Linked DNA regions of Gossypium hirsutum: region 2 is linked to region 1. A link is a contact called in public Hi-C data. All regions are on one chromosome and are shown on one strand. The core of a region is the stretch at or near the end of the contact, and the rest is flanking DNA. Distances in the headings are between cores, read along the strand shown.

Region 1 (2,700 bases), core at 110-2,609:
AAATTTTAAGTATAAACATTGCATCAATCAAGTTATTTCATTAACTTAATCTTCAATTTAGGTGCTAAATGTTAGTACAAATCAAATGTGAAACATTTGTAAAACATGCTGAATTAAATTGTAAACATGTGTGTATCTATTATATAAACAACTTAAATCTAACAATTTTTAAAAAATAAAAATAAATAGAATCATTTAAAGGTAGAAGAGCCAGTTTTGTTTACAAAAAAAAAACCTCTCGTTTGTGTGATGCATGTACACGTATTTACAATTTGTGTTGGTACTTAATAACTAAGCTAATGGCAAGGTTGATATTTTAAAGACTTTTGAAGTTTGGATACCAATTTAAAAATGAGGAATATAATTAGCTTAAATTTGGATAACCAAGCGAGAGAAATTAAAAGTGAGTTTTGAGAATGAAAAATTAGGACATTAAGGCTTCCTTTGGTTTGCTTCAGTACATCAGTGAGGTGCAGTTGAGGGTGCCAATCTCACTGCCATGGTGTTTGGAAAAGCAGATCAGTCTAGTGAGAATTCAATTCCACCGCACTGGACAGCTAAATTTCTGCTGGAGGTTTCAGCAGCAATTGAAACCCTTGGGTGTTGTTGGTATTTTTAAGAGACAAAAATATCATTACTTTTATTTATTATTTTACCATTTTATCCTTGAAAGTTAAACTAATTTCTTTCCCAAATTTGATCCAAGTATAATGTTACTATTTATGAAAATAATATTTATCATTGTTATAAAAAAATATTTAACTATAAAAAATAAAAATAATTATCATTTTTTCTAATAAATAATTTAAATTAATTATATAAATCATTAAAATACTGGAAGATACATTTTAATATTTTATTAAATGAATTTATAAATTCACATATTTTAATAATTTTAAAAAAGTAAAATAATTTAAAAAACTTCTATTATATATCAATTCTAATATGATATCCTTAATAGTCATTTTTTATTCTTACCTCACCGCTACAGCTGAGTTTGAATCCACACACACTCCACCTTGTTTCTAATCTCACCGTTACAGTAACTAATCTCACCGCCACCGCTATTTTTAACATCACCAAAGGTAAACACACCGCCCATCCAAACTAGCCCTAAATCTTACATTTCAATATGGCCTACAAATTATTATGCTGCAAGAAGCTAATATTGATCAATCTCATTGGCATGCTTATGTCATTCCACGCTATTTAAAAAAAATATCATTATAATAATATTAAAAATAATTAAAAAATTATATTTAAAAAATAATGTTATACAAAGACGGGTGTCGGACATGTGTCACCAAACAGTTTAAATTCATTTGATAATTATGAAATTAAAAATAAAAAAAGGAAACCGCCAAAAGGAAGAAAAAGGAAATGGGTGGAGTTTTCTGAGTTTTGGCTTCCTTAACAGAGGAGAGTTTTGAAGTGGAAGAAGGTGATGAAAAAAATATTTGAATTTAATTTATTTAATTGTCAAAGCTTTGAAGCTTCGCTTGTTTTTCAAACTGATTGTGTAAAGGAAGGGAAAGCAAACAATGAAAACGCCGCTAGGGGAGGAGCTCTTGAGGAAGATCCAAGAACTGGAAGTAGGACATGCGTATCTCATGCGAGAAATGTCAGGTTTAAGACAATCCAGCGGTGAGTCAATTCATGACTCAACTCGTCGAGGATCCCGCCGTACTTCCCCTCAACGGCCGTTATTTCTCGGGGACGCGGCGGCTGCTGCCGGTTCTGGTTCTGTTCGACTTCCGTTACGAATAGAGAGCGGGAGCTGCGGCACCACAAATGGAGGCGGTGGCGACGCAGGAAGAACAAGAACCGGGAATTCACGGACAGCTGCCGCTAATTTGACTAACAGTCAGTATTTAAATATTTTACAGTCTATGGGACAATCTGTTTATATATATGATCTTAGAGGCCGTGTATTCTTTTGGTAAGTTTGAACTTTGAATAGGGTTTCTTTCTTTCTTTCTTCTTCTTCTTCTTCTTTTTCTTTTTCAGTTGCAATGTTCGTGATTTATTTTTCTAGATTAACGATATGATTTGATCTTGTTTCTTAATATACAAGGTAAGGATTATCATCCCTGTAGAGTTATTTTTCTTAAAATTGCGTGTTTTATTGCAGGAACAGAGGTGCTGAAAAACTTTATGGTTATTTAGAAGCAGAAGCTTTAGGACAAAATATTATTAAGCTTGTTTGTCATCCTAAGGATTTCGGGTTTGCAGTAAATATAGTTCAACGGGTTATTATTGGGGAGAGTTGGACTGGACTGTTTCCTATTAAGAATAGACTAGGGGAGAATATTTCTGTAGTTGCAACTGTTACTCCTTTTTATGATGAAGATGGTTCTGTGGTGGGAATCACTTCTGTGACCTGTGATTCACGGCCTTTTCAAGAAACCAAGTTTGAATTTTCAGCTGAAAGGCAACCGAAAGGAAATTCTTCAGCCTTTACCCGGTCTAAAAACACCATCTCGGTTAAACTTGGTCTTGATCCTCAGCAGCCTCTGCAAGCTGCAATTGTATCAAAAATATCAAATTTGGTATTAGTTTCTTAATTCTTTATATATGATTATGTTTGGTTTCTTTTGTTTTGATTTGGGCTGATTCACGAGTTAACCAAAGCAGGCGTCCAAGGTGAGCAACAAAGTGAAATCCAGAATTAGGACAGGCGAGAATCGTGTTGATGCTTAT
Region 2 (2,909 bases), core at 403-2,902, 200 kb after region 1:
TTTAACAACTTAATGTTTGAAACATGTTTGATAACTTATAACGAAAACTAATAGATAGAATTTTTCTATAAAAAAAAAGAGTGAAAAATGATAAGTCGATAGAGACTTACTTATCACTTAATATAAAATAGATTCAATTATTTTTTTCTCTTTCATTTAATATAAATTTATGTTTAATCTATCAAACAATTTAATTATATTTAGTATATAATTACAATTTTAAGTATTAATCAAATAAATTTTATAATTTAAATTCAATTTTTAATTTTTAATACTATTTTTTCAGTTTATCATAGGGTACTTTTTAAAATTCTTTATAAATAATTAAAATTAAATTTTGATAAATTGAAAGCAAAAAGGAAAAAGTGTAATTTATCAATTTTCGTGAATTAGACGGAAGTGTAGAAAGCTTTCCACAAAACACGAAGGAAGTAATGATGTTGTGCGTGTGACATGTTTGTATAAAGTGAATAAACAAAGGGTTCTAATCTCGTAACAAAAACGAAAAAGGAAAAGTGAAAGCCTTTGAGTTGATTAGCATAACTAAGGATTAAACAGGCAAATGAATAATGGTAATTATTATCTGATAAGATTATCGTACTTCACGTTGAGTACTCTAACCGGACAAGTCAGGTCAAGAGTATTAGGAGAGACCATTATAATGTCAATGACTAAAAATAAAAATCACCTCAAAATAAATAAATGTATTACGAGATTTAATAATGTTATAATTCATTTCATCTTTTAATTATGTAATCAAGATTCAATCTTAATTTATAGTAATGAAGTACATTTTATAAATAATTGTTTATTTTTTTGAAAAATTTATGCGATAAGGGGATAATCACCATTACTAATGATAAATACTTTAATTTTGACCAAAAAAAATTCATTTAATATAGTATAAAAATGATTAATTTGATTTAAAAATGAAGATGTAAAAAAGAAAAGAAAAAATTAAAACTACTTGAGACGACTTTATGGTTTAACTTAAAAACTAAATTATTCTTTTTATTATAAAAATGAACAATTTTCACAATTATATTCGCTTGGAATATGAAAAACATTGTTCATAATAATATCATGAATCATGATAACTTTTGAAATTATAAACTACATATCATATTTTAGATTAATTTAATAACTAAATAATTTGTGAATCTAATATTATAAGAAGTAAATTTGATCTATTGATTAATCAAAACCAAAAATTAGAAGTCCGACCAGTGATGTATAATCAAAATAATTTAAAAAAATTTTAGAATTGGTATAAATATAAAGAACTAGAGAAATAATTTTTTTTCCTTTTTTAAAACAAAATATTTTGAATTTTTCATTATTATTTTTGATTTTTTGTATACATACCTTTTCTTAAAAATATTTCATACTTATTTTCAGTTATTATTAATTTTTAAATTGATTAAACCATCTGCTTCAACTAATTCAATTGATTGAATGGAAAACAGAAAATCCAACCGATTTAATTTCTGATTCTATTATTACAATAATCCGTAAAACTAAACAAAATCCCTGAGTTGAGCTCAAGCCTTGGTCCGATCCCCAGACATAATAGAGCCCAACCATGTTGGGCTCGCCAAGACCCAATTCCAAGCCCAGGCTGAGCCTCACTGCAACACCATAATCACCTCTCTTGCGCTCAAAGGTTCCCCAAAACTAAGCGACAGAGAAACAAGAAAGAGAAGGGAAAATGGTGAAGGTGCGCCTTAACACCGCCGATGTTGCCGCCGAAGTCAAGTGCTTGCGAAGATTGATCGGCATGCGTTGTTCCAACGTCTACGATCTCTCTCCCAAGGTTTTATTTTTTTCTTTTTAATTTTTCAATCCCTCCCCCCTTTCTTCAGCAAATGAAGAAACGAGGATTTTTTTTCTTTCTAAAATCTGAAGATTAATGCTTATGGTTTGCTATTGTAGACATATATATTCAAGCTAATGAATAGTAGCGGCGTTACGGAGTCGGGAGAGAGCGAGAAAGTACTGTTGTTAATGGAGAGCGGCGTCCGTTTACATACCACTGCTTATGTTCGGTATGTTTCTTCTTTTTTGTAATGTCAATTTTTTTTCTTTTAAATTTACATTAAATAAATTTTCGAAATGTTATATAGGGATAAGAGCAATACACCTTCTGGCTTTACCCTCAAATTAAGAAAGCATATTCGAACTAGAAGGCTTGAAGATGTTCGTCAACTCGGTTATGATAGGGTATATATATATATATTTTTAGTCTGCTTTGATTTCTGTTTTTTTAACTTCTCAATTTATTAAGCTTTTGTGCGCAGATAATTCTGTTCCAATTCGGGTTAGGCGCTAATGCTCATTATGTAATATTGGAATTGTACGCCCAAGGAAACATTATCCTCACTGATTCCGATTTCACTGTTTTGACACTTCTTCGTTCCCATAGGTAACAATTTTTCTCATCCTCAGTTTAAATTCATGTTTCTGGGAATCCGGTAAGAATGTCATGCTTAGTGATGTTTATTTGTTGTGGCATTTTCTTCCTTTTCAAAATTCATGGTTTTGATGTTTTCCAGTTTGTAATTTAAGTGAACTTAGTTTGATAAATGAATTGTGCACGTTCATCCATGGCAGGGATGATGATAAAGGGGTGGCGATCATGTCACGCCATCGTTACCCTACTGAGATCTGCCGGCATTTTGAGCGAACCACCATCTTGAAGCTGCAGACAGCCCTCACTTCTTCTAGTGATCCAGATGAGAATCAAGCTGCTAAGGTTATTAAAGCTGGGAATAATTCACTTGACGCACCTAAAGGAAAAGAAAAAGACAAGAAGGGTAGTCACAAGGGTGGGAAAACTTCTGAGCCAAACAAAAGTGCCAGTGATAATACTCGTTCTAAACAGGCTACATTGAAGAATGTTCTTGGAGAGG

What was found. Hi-C and Micro-C count contacts between places; a contact is called where the count stands out from the background.
Region 2: a contact with region 1 is called in a Hi-C map of leaf, with 2.0 times the contacts expected there. The contact joins the promoter of LOC107910558 here to the promoter of LOC107908051 in region 1. A contact is called at or near these places in 2 of 34 Hi-C or Micro-C datasets (callus and leaf).

Annotation. Positions count from the first base shown.
Region 1 is chrD02:8,178,729-8,181,428 of Gossypium_hirsutum_v2.1, forward strand. LOC107908051 (serine/threonine-protein kinase STY46) reads left to right here and starts at 1,360. Exons shown (of 13, transcript XM_041088219.1): 1 at 1,360-1,939; 2 at 2,132-2,549; 3 at 2,635-2,700. The coding sequence starts at 1,542.
Region 2 is chrD02:8,374,602-8,377,510 of Gossypium_hirsutum_v2.1, forward strand. It overlaps LOC107910558 (nuclear export mediator factor Nemf), which reads left to right and starts at 1,653. Exons shown (of 14, transcript XM_016838428.2): 1 at 1,653-1,813; 2 at 1,933-2,045; 3 at 2,124-2,220; 4 at 2,298-2,422; 5 at 2,611-2,909. The coding sequence starts at 1,709.